Regions from separate parts of the Mus musculus genome. Here regions 1 and 2 are each linked to region 3. The links are chromatin contacts, called in public ChIA-PET and HiChIP or PLAC-seq maps. All regions are on one chromosome and are shown on one strand. Each heading gives the region's core, a stretch centred on a gene start, on an enhancer-like site or on the middle of the called end of the contact. The rest is flanking DNA. Distances are from core to core; before and after follow the strand shown.

Region 1 (3,885 bases), core at 1,084-3,583, 270 kb before region 3:
CTCCAAGCCTCATGTGACCTCAGAAATTAAACTGCATATGTGTAAAGGAGTAAAAATAAAATAAGGGCAAACCCTATAATATCAGAGATAGGGCTGTAGACTTCTGAAAGGAAGTTAGTCTCGGCAATCAGCAATCTACAGTCCTCTGCTCTAGGCAAGCTGCTTCCCCCGTAGCCTCAACGTCCTGGGCAAAGGAGACCCTGAGGAGACATATAGGAGAGTGTGACTGTGGCACCACAGCCAGCCAGCACTTCTGGCTGGAGAGATGTCTCAGCTTGTTTTTAAAAATGTTTTAAGATGGGGCAGCTCACAATGGCCTGTAACTGTGGGGCTCTCTTCTGAGAGATCACCCTCTTCTGGCCTATATGGGCATCTGCATTCACATGTTCATACACACACAGGCACACACTTAAAATTTAAAAGCGGGGAGGGACTGGAGAGATGGCTCAGAGGTTAAGAGCACTGACTGCACTTCCCAGGGACCCTGAGTTCAATTCCCACAACCACATGGTGGCCCACAACCACATGGTGGCTCACAACCATCTGTCTATAGTGAGATCTGGTGCCCTCTTCTGGCGTGCAGGCATACACGCAGGCAGCAAACAAAGCTGGGTGTGGTGGCACATTCCTCTAATCTCAGCTTTCAGGAAACTCTCTGCGCCCAGCAGGCATAGGTCAGTGGATCTCTGAGTTCGAGCCCAGCCTCGTCTATAGAACTACTTCCAGGACAGCCAGAGTTACACAGAGAAACTCTTGTCTTGAAAAACTACGCAAAATTAAGTAGAAAAAAGATATCTCAGTATCAGTAAATATCTCAGTATTGAGTCTGTGTAAATGTACTGAAAAACAAAGGCCAACAGAAGGGGGCAGGATCAGGACTGGGCGCTCACTCCTCTATGTGAGGCAAGGCTTTCTAGGCAGTCAGAGGTGGACATAAATTGACTACACTCCGTAGATGAAGCTGGCCTTGAATTTTTGACCCTCTGCCTCAGAACCCTCTCAGGTAGCTGGGGTGACAGACACAAGACACCAGATCTTGATTTTTTTTTTTAAAGATTTATTTTTTATGTGCATTTGTGTTTCCTGTGTGTATATCTGTATGAGGGTACCAGATCCCCTGAAACTGGAGTTACAGACAGTTGTGAGCTCTCACGTGGGTACTGGGAATTGAACCCTGGTCAGCAGGTCCTCTGGAAGAGCAGCCAGTGCTCTTAACTGCTGAGCCGAGCCATTATTTTTCCAGCCTCCAGATCTGAATTTTTATTTCTTGTTGTGCTCTGCTAGAATTCTGTGTACCACTGTGCTATAATGCTTGTTTTGAAGATGCAAGTTCCTTTCCATGCCCGTGAAACGGGAACTTCATCTTGACTTAAAAGAAGAGCTAAGGGAGTCAGAGCCTGGAGACAGTGTTTGCCTGAGATAGCCCCATTCCCCTCCCTGTAGGGAACCACACTCACCCACACATGGAAGTGGAACAGCTCTTCTCCACCTGTGGGTCACTTGTCTGTGGAGCCATGACACACATTGTTCCACAGCCCCTGTGGTTGCCTAAGTATGCAGAATTTCAAAATTAGGGCCAGGCCTGGTGGTCACCATTCCAATTCCAGTAGAGGTCAGCTTTCAAGAATCTCCTTCTCTTCTTCCACCATGTGGGTACCTGGTATGGATCTTAGGTCGTCAAGCTTTATGGCAAGCCCCTTTAGGCCCTGAGTCACTCCCTTCCGTTGTTTGTTTCTTTGTTGAGACTGTTTTACCATGTAGCCATGGCTGGCCAAAACCTCTCTATGTAAAGATTATGAGTGTTTTGCAGAGGTGGTGTGTGTGTGTGTGTGTGTGTGTGTGTGTGTGTGGTCTCTAGAGCTCATGTACTTAATGTCTCTGGAGGTCAGAGAGGGCATTGCATACCCTGGAATTAGAGTTATAGATGGTTGTGAGCCACCATGTCAGTGCTGGAAGTTGAGTCCAGGTCCTCTGTAGAAGCAACAAGTGTGGGGATGAAGAGGACTCCTCCGGTTCTCTTTCAGAGGACTGGGGTTCAATTCCCAACACCCACATGGCAGCTCTCAATGTCTGTAACTGCGATTCCAGGGGATCCAATACCCTCACCCCCATCCTCTGGCCTCCTTGGCACCAGGCACACATGTTGTGTATAGACATCCATGCAGGCACAGCTGTAGTCCTAGCTGGCCTGAAATGCACCGGGTGCTTTGATAAGAGGCTGTGGTCTTCTATTGGTTAGATTGTCTTCTCTTTCTGTCTAGAGCTGACATTTCTCAGCTGGAGGTGGCTAGCTCAGCTGGTCCTTGCTTGGTGACAGTCACAGGAAACCCTGTGGTGAAGGTGTGAAGAAAAACTGTCTGTAACTGCAGTTCCAGGGGACCTGGCCTCTGCAGGCACCAGACACACATGAGGGGCACAAACATACATGCAGGCAAAACTCCCACGCACATCAAAATAAATCTTTTTTTTTAAAGATTTATTTATTTTTATGCATGTGAATATACTGTTACTGTCTTCATGCACACCAGAAGAGGGCATCAGATCCCAATGCAGATGGTTATGAGCCACCATGTGGTTGCTGGGGATTGAACTCAGGACCTCTGGAAGAGCAGTCAGTGCTCTTAATCACTGAGCCATCTCTCCAGTTGGCTCCAAAGTTAAATACACCGGGCTTGGTGCTACCCACCTGTCTTGTCTAGGACTCCAGAGGTGGATGCAGGAGGATAAGACGTTCAAGGCTATCCTCCTTGAGAGGATAAGCTTAAGAGGCCAGCCTAGCCTTTTTGAGACCTGTTGCGGAAACCATTGGGTGTAGCACTATTGACTGATTGGTCCTTGCAGTCAGACCCCTGCAGCATACATGTAGAGAGCGGACAATTCTTCCATGGCACAGGAGATTGAACTCAGGTTATAGGGTTTGTAAGGCAAGCAAGCATCTTCACCCTGAGCCATCTCACGGGCCCACCTTTGGGTTTTCTGAGACAGGGTCTTTCTCAGTTCTTACTGATCTAGAACCCAATATAGAACCTCCTGCCTCAGGCTTCTGTGTCCTGGGATTGCAGGTGTGGGCCACCACATCTAGGGTCCCTAGTTCATCTCTTCCTGGCGCACACACAGGGAGCAACAGAGTGTAACTGGCCCAGGGCTTCCAACTTTTCATCTGTCAGCACACTCAGATAGAGGGAGGGAGAGAGGATTCCACCCCTTTGGGCCCTGCCTACCGCTTGCGCACTGCAGAAAGCCTCATTCTCAGACCTTATGGGTTTGGTTTCTGTGTGCTTGGTTTCCTTGCAGTGTCGTGGTTGACCAGGCCTTGTGTGCTAGGCAAGTGCTCTGTTAGTGCAAGAGCTCTGCCTCAGCTCTCGGCTCGAGTTTGTGATGTCTCACTAAGTTACTTAGGCCAGGACACTAAGTACCAGGCCTGCCTTTGTTTCTTTTCTTTTCTTTTTCTTTTTTTCTTTTTTTTTTTTTAATAAGAACATGATACTAGGTTTTATTTATTTATTAAGATTTATTTATTTATTATACGTAAGTACACTGTAGCTGGAAGAGCAGTGACTGCTGGAAGAGCAGTCAGTGCTCTTAATTGCTGAGCCATCTCTCCAACCCCCTGTTTCTTTTTAAATAAGCAGTTTATTACATTTGTGTGTGTGTGTGTGTGAGAGAGAGAGACAGACAGACAGACAGACAGACAGACAGACAGATCCATCCCCTGGGGCTGTGTCTATAGGAGTTTTAAGCTGCAACATCTCCAGCCCTCTGTATTTTTTTCTATTGCTGAGATATATGAGTGATTACCTAAATAGTTTTGAACACAAAGACATGAAATCAGGTTAAAATAGGAACCAATGAAAATATACGTTCATGGAGAAAAGGATATGTAAA
Region 2 (4,480 bases), core at 1,877-4,376, 340 kb after region 3:
CAGAAAGCTCACAACCCGAGCTCCATGGGCACAAAGGTTGAGGTCACTTACACATAAGCCAAAGTTCTTGGATCCTTCTTGGCAGAACCTGGCAGGCTCTGACAGCTTCCTGGTATAGCTAGGATCATACCCTGTCTGACTCAACCCAATTTTCCCCTGCTATCATTTGATTTACACACTGAAAGACAGTCTTCTGCTAAGGTCAACAGGAAATTCACATTGGGGAGCTATCTCTCTCTCTGTGTGTGTGTGTGTGTGTGTGTGTTGCTGAGAATGGAAGCCAAGGCCTCTGAGAACTAAGCCGTACCTGACCTGTCAGCCAGAGCACAAGAGGTGCTTGCTCCTTGTGCGTGTCTTTCATGTGGTGTGTGTTCCACCATGTTTCCCCTTAGTGCCTGTGGGATGGGATGGGGTAAGGCCAATAGGGCACTCAGGACTACAGAACACTGCCTATCTTAGCAGTTGGTCTCCACTCTGCCATTATGTCCCCTTTAGTGTGTGTGTCTGTAGTCACCAGTTCTAATGTGTCACGGACCACCTCATCCTAGCCAGCTACAGCCACACTGACCCTATTTCCACATCATCGAAGGAGTCTGAGAGGGGACGCTATGGACAAGGCTGTGTCTGCCTGCTTACTTGGCTTCCCCTTCTACTCCCCTGCTCAGGAACTGGGGCGTCTTCAACCCACTCAATTGCTGGGTAAATATTTGCTGGATGAATGTGGAATTTATTACCATTGTCAGATTACTAGCCCTTCCTAGGGCTTTACAAAGTAAAAGCCATTTGTATCTTTGTTCAAGCAAGGCCAAGCAAACACGAAGCTGGGCAGGGCAGGGGGCCCTTCATCTCACACCTCCCACTGCCATCTGCTTGCCTCCTGCTAAAGAGCCTCTGTGTCCCACCATGCCTGATGAGACCAGAGCAGGGGACAATAACCAGGTCCCCAGCCAGGGCTGAGGTAGCTCAGAGGTTTTGTGCTCTAGGCGAGTGAGTGTGAGTGTGCTAGAAACGGCCTTCTACGCCCTTTGGGTGGCATGAGGCAGCAGGTTGAGCAAGGCACAGAGAGCAAGCCAGTGAGCAGAACCCCTCCACAGCCCCTGTATCAGCTCCTGCCTCCAGGTTCCTGCTGTGATTTTCCTCAGTGAAGGGCTGTGATGTGGAAGTGTAAGCTGTAAGCTGAAGTAGGCTCTTTGCTCCCCAACGTGTTTACTGTCATGGTGTTTTATCAGAGCTGTAGAAACCCTAGCTACACACTGGCCTCCATGAGACAGCACTCCAGATGCAGCGAATGGTAGGCCTACAGTGGCTAGCAGTGGGCAATGAGAAGCTCAAAGCACCCGAGTGTGCTGCTGCTCAGCTAAGCCCAGACTGTGCTCAGAGCACCAGGAAGGCAGTAAGGTGACATCACTGACCTGTGGTCACTCAGCTGCAAAGCATGGAAGACAGGACTGGAAATCCACTGAGCATGTGCACTACAGCAAGGCCCCCCAGTGCCTCTTGGGGGCTCTGGCTGAGGCATGGCCAGAGCCTACTGTGTTTGGCTGTCCCAGGTCAGCTGCGATGCCCACCCACTCGGGCAGGTAAGCTGCTTCTGGCTTGAAAACCGTGTGGAAGGGGGAGTTGGGCTGGGTAAAGTTAGCCAGGTAAACAGTGTCCCCACCCGTGAGGTAGGCAGCCCAGATCCCAAAGGTCCCCAGCGTGATGACGGTGTGGTTGCACTGCATGAGCAATGCAATGTCCTTGGCAGGCGATCCCTGAAGGCCATTGCCAGCAAATGCCACGTCCCCTCGGGAGGCAGTGATGCTCTTCCGGCACCAGGCCATGTCATCACTGGTGACCACGAAGACTGGAGATGAATAGCGTGCCCGGAACCTGTCCAGGGCCTTTTCTAGGTAACCCCGGTCAGCCACCACACCCTTCCACACCTTGGGCATGACACGCACATAGTCCCCTCGGCGCACATGGACACCCACAAAGGTACTTGGCTGGCTCCCATTCACCTGCAGGCCACGCAGGAAGGCCTGGGCCTCCTCACGCACATGGTCGTGCAGGGTGAACTCCTTCAGGATCTCTGGGCGCAGGTGGTGGTAGAAGGTCCAGGAGCACGGGTATCCCGTGAAACGCACATACTGCCCCGGGATGTGGCGGTAACGCTCCTCCATCCAGTCGTTGAGGTGGTAATTCTGCCACGGGATCCTTTTGGCTGTGTCGCTATGCAACACCGGGAGGCTGATCCTGAAGATGGGCGCTAGTGTGCTGTGCATGGACGCAGGGATGAAGGCAAGCCGTCCATTCATCCGGGCCAGTGCAAACAGCGTGGCATATTCGCCCATCTGGTTCCCCAGGCGGCCTTTGACTCTGATGGTGAACATGCCCTCCCGGGGCATGTGTCTTGGGGGGAAGACCACAAGGGATGGCGAGGCCCAGGGGCCAGGCACCAGACTCAGGCGCCGGTGGCAGTGGAAGATGGTAGACACCACGAAAATCACGAAGAAGAGGTAGAAGGTGGAGAGGGGTGGGCAGATGGCCCTGAGTCGCTGGAGCACTGTGAGTGAGAGAAGACAGGAGTCAGAAGGCATGGCAGGGTTGCAAGTCTCCTACCCAGCCCATGTAACAGTCCACTGAGCACATGGTGGAGGTCTGAGAACACAGCCACTCAGGAAGTGTTTCTGTCTGGCTCTGAGGCCAGCCCCCACCCTTTACTGGCAACGTGATGGGTCTTACTGTACCTCTGAATCTTTCTGTCACCTGTTCAATGAGCATGACTAGTTACAATCACCAAAAATTACCAGTTAGCCACCTCTGACCTGATTGCAGCCATTTCCATGATCCTAACAGTTACTTCAGGGAGGACGTGAAAACCTCCCGAGTACTACAGCAGCCCCTCCCTAGTCACAGTTTGACCTTCTAGAGTTCCGGTTACTTTGGGGCAAGTTGGGCTTGAAAATATTAAGTGGAAATTTCCAGAAGTAAATAATGTATAAGTTCTAAGTTTTGTACCGAGGGTGATGAACTCTTTAACGCTAGCCCTGCCCCCCTGCCCCCCACCCACCGCAGCTCTGGTGAGTCACCCTTGGTCCAGTGTGTCAGACTGTGTGCTCTGCATGCTTTGGTCACTGGGCTGTTATCCGGCCCATTGTGTTCAGGCTAGCAAGATGACTCAGCCAGCAGAGGCACTTCCAGGCAGGCCTGATGTCCTGAGCTCAATGCCTGGATGTCACAAAGTGGCAGGGGACAATCAGTTCCTGAAAGCTGACTTTCCCTCTGAGGAGGTTTGCAGCGCTATGCTCCAGTAACCCTTACCTTACTTTGTAATGGCTTCAAAGGGCAAGACTAATAATCATAGAGATTTCCCACATCGGGGAGGCTTTGTAAGAGGCTCCTTTAAATAGAGAAACTAACAGGGGCCGGGCAGTGGTGGCCTGCGCCTTTAATACCAGCACTCGGGAGGCAGAAATAGGTGGATCTCTGTGAGTTTGAGGCCAGTCAGAGAGAGTTCTAGGATGGCCAGAGAAACCCTGTCTCGAGAAAACACAAACAAAACCAGAGAAACTAGCAGGACACGCTGGGTGCAGGGCGCTCACACCCATCCTCAGACCTCTTGTCTCAGCAGCGGCACAGTTACTTTGCTCGAGCTGTTTCTTTTTTCTTTTATTTCTTTCTTTCTTTTTTTTGGTTTTTCGAGACAGGGTTTCTCTGTGTAGCCCTGGCTGTCCTGGAACTCACTCTGTAGACCAGGCTGGCCTTGAACTCAGAAATCTGCCTGCCTCTGCCTCCCGAGTGCTGGGATTAAAGGCGTGCGCCACTGTGGGCCTGCAGTATACCCACACCAGTGGCTGCACTTCTAATATCCTCCCATCATGCCCAGCCCACAAGGAACGATTGCTTCTGCTACACCCCAGGTGCTAGTGAACATGGGAGAACAAAAGAGAACTCTCCACTTGTGCATTACAGAGGCTGGAACAGGCTGTGCTTACACAGACCAGACTTGCCATGTGATTTTGCTTCCTATGGGCTCAGGTTCATTGTTCAGCTCAGTCTGTGTGCCTCAGTTTCTTCTTTTGTAAGATGAGACTGGCCATAGTACCCATGAGCATTGCATTCTCTCATTGTCTGTGTTATAACAGATTCAGTCTGCCCAGAGCTCCTGACTCTGCAGCTCTGGGTAGACCTGTGCCTGCCAAGAGCAGTCAAATATAGCAAGTGAGACAAGCACCTGCTTCTGGGCCAGGACTCGGGGGGTGGGCAGTGCCAACTTCCTGTTTCTGAAACACTCTATAATAAGAGGTAGGCCTTATCAGTTTGGCCTTTACGTGTAGGTCTGTGTTCAACCTGTTTCCTGGTAATCACTTCACTGGAATAGAATTTGCATATCTAAGAATCCACCCGTGTCAGTGTTCTCCTAGTTCCACTAGTGTGGCCTCTGGTGTGCTCAGAGCTGACTAATACCTGCTTCATCCCAAAGACTGTTTGTCCACAG
Region 3 (4,337 bases), core at 1,177-3,676:
CCTTGTTTAGTTTGCACAGCGGCCCCAGAAGGGAGGAGCTGTTCTGTGCCCAGGTGACAAGCGCAGCCCTAGAAGGGAATTACTATCCCAAAGCTGCAGAGCTATGTAAGGCTGGCAGGGCTGTGTGGCTATGCTCGCTGAGCCGGGATGACACAGAAAGCCGAAGCAGAGACAAATGACACAAAGAGACAGAGACACAAAGACACAGAATGGATCCCCACCTAGAGGGGAATGAAGAATTCGGGGCGTGCCCTAAGCAGGGTGGCCCAAAACAAGGGCAGGGGGAGGGGTCTGTCTCAAGTGAAGGCGGGAAGGTCCTTAGTGGGCGGGGTCTGAGTGTGTTGAGCTGAGACTTCTGTGGTGGGTGGGGTGTGTCTGTGCACCAAGACCTCCTGCGGTAGGCAGTGAAGGTCAGTCTGTGGTGGGCACCCTTGTCTGCGTTGAGTGGGGCGAGTCCAGTCTATGGGGGCGGAGCCTGTCTGCAGTGGGGCAGGGCCCGCGAACCTACGCTGCCAGGTCAGCAGCCCCGAACTGCTCACCCCGCATCATCGGAGAGGTCCACTATGAACGTCGTGCACACCTTCTTCCTGAAGATCTTAGGGATCCAGCTCTGAGAACCGGAACAAGAAGGGCAGGGCAGGGAGTCGAGTCAGACCCACAGGATTCGAAGACAACCCCGCGCGCCCACGGGACACACTGGGAACTCCTCCCTCGGGCTCAGCCAGGAACCCACGCAGCTCGGTCTGGGAACTCCTGGTCCAGCCACTGCAGCATCTGACCCGGATCCCCGGAGCTGGCTCCGCCTCTGGACCCCACTCACTCCCAGCCCCACGCTGTGCGATACCTGCTCCTTCTCCGGCCCCACCATGCTGCTGCCGCAGCCCCTGAGGCTCCGTGTATTTCCTCCAGCCGCCGACCCGCCCGACCAAACCGGATCCGCAACTTCGCAGCCCAGCCCGGGGCGGGGAGTCCCGGGACACGTCACGGGAGGCGGGGAGAGGGCGGCTGCGGAGGAGGGACAAACTCTGCTGCCAAACCAGTGATGGGGTCGGTTTGGGGGACAAGAAAGACCGAGAGTTGGAAGGCAGAGCAAGCGGAGGAACGAAGGAAGCAGAGTGGGGCACACGATAGATGTCAGCCATGGGACAAACATAGATTCGGAGAGACAGAGACTGAGAGAAAGACCCAGAGAGAGAGAGACAGAAACTAAGAGAGGGACCCAGAGAAAGAAAAGGGGGCAGAGACCCAGAGAGAGAGAGAGAGAGAGAGAGAGAGAGAGAGAGAGAGAGAGAGAGAGAGAGAATATGAAGACAGCAATACAGAAAAAGAATGAGATATCCAGAGATAGTTAGAGACAGATAGAAATACAAAGTGATAGAGCAACAGAGTCCCAGATTCAGAGAGGAGAGACAGAGAGAACAGAGACACAGAGAGAACTAGAGAGAGAGACACACACACAGAGACAGAGATACAGGGAGAAAGAGAGAGACAGAGAGAGAGAAAACACACACACACAGAGGAGAGACAGAGACAAACACAGACACACACACAGAGACAGACAGACACACAGAGAGACAGGCACACACACACAGAGACAGACAGACACACACAGAGAAACAGACAGACAGACACACACACACAGAAAGAGAGAGAGAGAAGAATCAAAGAGAAGGATCAGGGAAGACACAGTAGGAGAGGAGAGGTTAGAATCCTGAGAAGAAACACGGAAGCTCAGAACAGTGACTATAATGGGGGGGGGGGGGTTGACTCATAAAGGACAAAAACTCAAAGACGGTGGATATACTGACAAGTGTGGGGTGGGTGACACTGACCAGCAGAGAAGGCAGTGACACCTGTTTGCAGCCAAGTCCCTTTGGTGGGGACAGCTGAGGCCTAGTAACCTGAGCCCCCAGCACCTCCCCCCTGTTGTATTTATAGCACTGGTCTGGTCCCCTGTCCCCAGATCTGAGTTCCAGTGAGAGGAGGTCATGGGGTGTTGGGCACAGTATTCCTTCACTGTCTTCCACAGCTTCTGCAGGACACCACTGTCACACCGAATGTCCCATTCTGCCTGCACGCTTCCCAGTGTTTACCTTGCAGGGGGCCCTCTGCTCCTGCATCCTCCTCTCCCAGAGCCCCAGGCTTTCCCAGCAAGACACTCTAAACGTTCAGCCTTTGTGCTAAAAATGCCAAACTTGAGCTTGTCACGTCCCTGCCTCCCCCCCCCCGCCCCCGCCATGAAGACCCCTCCACCACCCAGTCCTGAGCCAGAGGAACAGGAGGGGAGGGGCAGGCAGGGAGTGACCAGAATAACTTAGGCTCTGGATAAATTTAGCAGCAAGAAGGGGAGGGGACAGACCCCATTGGTCCAGCAGTGGGAAGGGAGGTCCTGGAACCAGGGTCACAGCTGCAAAGGGGACATCCTCAGAGGGTCATCCAAGACCTGAGGAAGATAGAGAGGCAGAGAGTGGGAGCTATACCACGACAAAAGGGACAATCTGAAAGTCAAAGCCAAAAAGGCACAAGGACCCATCAGAGGCAGCTGAAGCCAGCCTGGTCAGACGCTCAGCTGCTAAACGTCCCCATGGGCTTCCAGGGGCCATGGTTGCACACTTGTCTCCTTTGGGCCACAGTGGCCATCCTGCTGGTCCCTCCAGTGGTGACCCAGGAGTTGAGAGGGGCCGGTCTGGGCCTGGGCAACTGGAACAACAATGCAGGCATCCCTGGGTCCTCAGAGGACCTATCAACTGAGTTTGGTCACCACATCCACCGGGGATATCAAGGTGAGAAGGACAGAGGCCACAGAGAAGAGGGTGAAGACTTCTCCAGGGAATATGGCCACAGGGTCCAAGACCACAGGTACCCTGGCCGCGAGGTTGGAGAGGAGAATGTCTCTGAAGAGGTCTTCAGAGGGCATGTTAGACAGCTCCACGGGCACCGGGAACATGACAATGAAGATTTAGGAGACTCGGCAGAGAACCACCTCCCCAGACAGAGGAGCCACAGCCACGAAGATGAGGATGGCATTGTCTCCAGTGAGTATCACCGTCACGTCCCCAGGCATGCCCACCATGGCCACGGAGAGGAAGATGATGACGATGATGGAGGAGAGGAGGAGGAGAGGGTGGATGTGATGGAGGACTCTGATGATAATGAACACCAGGTCCATGGTCACCAGAGCCACTCAAAGGAGAGAGATGAACTCCATCATGCCCACAGCCACAGGCACCAAGGCCACAGTGATGATGACGATGACGATGGTGTCTCTACTGAGCATGGACACCAAGCTCACAGATATCAGGATCATGAGGAGGAAGACGATGGGGACTCAGATGAAGACAGTCACACCCACAGAGTTCAAGGCCGAGAAGATGAAAATGATGATGAAGACGGTGACTCTGGTGAATACAGACACCATACCCAGGACCACCAAGGCCACAACGAAGAGCAAGATGACGATGATGATGATGATGATGATGATGAAGATAAAGAAGACTCCACTGAGCACCGGCACCAGACCCAAGGCCACAGGAAGGAAGAAGATGAGGATGAGTCAGATGAAGATGATCATCATGTCTCCAGGCATGGACGCCAAGGCTATGAAGAAGAAGAAGATGATGATGATGATGATGGAGATGATGACTCTACTGAGCATGTGCATCAAGCCCACAGACACAGAGACCATGAGCACAAAGATGATGAGGATGACTCAGAAGAAGACTACCATCATGTCCCCAGCCATGGCCGCCAAAGCCACCAAAATGAGGAAGAGGAAGATGAGGCTGTATCCACTGAACACTGGCACCAGTCTCCTAGACATGCTCACCATGATCTTGGACGTGAGAGTGAAGAAGAGGTAGCAGTCAAGTACAGCCACCATGTTGCAAGCCACCGTCCCCAAGGCCACAATGCTGACAGGGAGGAGGACTCTCTAGAAGAACACATGAATGAAGTCCCAGGCCATCACCACCACAGAGCCTCCAGGGGTGATGATGAGGACATTTCTACTGAGTTTGGCCACAAGGCCCCCAGCCACAGGCTACAAGATCAAGATGAAAGGGCGAGGCAGGGTCACAGAGAGCCTGTTCAGGGAGAGATTGCTCATCAGCCCCTGCAACCCACAGGACCCAGTTCAAGAGAATCAAGGAAGGAAGGTGACCACAGCTCTCAAGAGGGAGATGAAGACCCAGAGCAGAGGCAAGCCCATAGTGAGGAGGAGAAGGAGGAGGAGGAGGAGGAGGAGGAGGAGGAGGAGGAGGAGAAAGAGGGGGGCCATAGCCTCCCCATGAGCCAGGAAGATGATGAAGAGGAAGAAAAAGATGAGAAAGAAAGCAAGG

The links. ChIA-PET counts read pairs in DNA pulled down with a chosen protein or histone mark. HiChIP or PLAC-seq counts read pairs in DNA pulled down with a chosen protein or histone mark.
Region 1: an RNA polymerase II ChIA-PET map of effector CD8 T cells shows a contact between it and region 3, with 17 read pairs. The contact joins the enhancer-like site here to the promoter of Hrc in region 3. A contact is called at or near these places in 2 of 39 promoter capture datasets (the HPC-7 cell line and cranial neural crest), 2 of 484 Hi-C or Micro-C datasets (both in cortical neurons) and 4 of 115 datasets of contacts at active chromatin or transcription factors (effector CD8 T cells, forebrain, stem cell-derived epiblast-like cells and 1 more).
Region 2: an H3K4me3 HiChIP or PLAC-seq map of bone marrow-derived macrophages shows a contact between it and region 3, with 5 times the contacts expected there. The contact joins the enhancer-like site here to the promoter of Hrc in region 3. A contact is called at or near these places in 2 of 39 promoter capture datasets (hematopoietic stem and progenitor cells and liver) and 5 of 115 datasets of contacts at active chromatin or transcription factors (bone marrow-derived macrophages, embryonic stem cells, extraembryonic endoderm stem cells and 1 more).

Annotation. Positions count from the first base shown.
Region 1 is chr7:45,067,573-45,071,457 of GRCm38.p6, forward strand. The region is part of intron 1 of Nosip (nitric oxide synthase interacting protein); the gene reads left to right. Among named protein-coding and RNA genes, the nearest start is that of Nosip, 7.1 kb to the left of the region's middle. Within about 2 kb of position 2,334, at least 45 of the 459 cell types and tissues checked have an H3K27ac peak or open chromatin away from gene starts, as enhancers often do. A contact at or near this core is called in effector CD8 T cells and stem cell-derived epiblast-like cells, where this site is marked.
Region 2 is chr7:45,676,980-45,681,459 of GRCm38.p6, forward strand. Sec1 (secretory blood group 1) reads right to left here. Exons shown (of 4, transcript NM_001271578.1): 4 at 707-2,545. The coding sequence ends at 1,473. Among named protein-coding and RNA genes, the nearest start is that of Ntn5, 4.8 kb to the right of the region's middle. Within about 2 kb of position 3,127, at least 134 of the 459 cell types and tissues checked have an H3K27ac peak or open chromatin away from gene starts, as enhancers often do. A contact at or near this core is called in bone marrow-derived macrophages, extraembryonic endoderm stem cells and pancreatic cancer cells, where this site is marked.
Region 3 is chr7:45,332,843-45,337,179 of GRCm38.p6, forward strand. It overlaps Hrc (histidine rich calcium binding protein), which reads left to right and starts at 2,427. Exons shown (of 6, transcript NM_010473.2): 1 at 2,427-4,337. The coding sequence starts at 2,585. Trpm4 (transient receptor potential cation channel, subfamily M, member 4) reads right to left here and starts at 938. Exons shown (of 25, transcript NM_175130.4): 1 at 845-938; 2 at 540-610. The coding sequence starts at 868.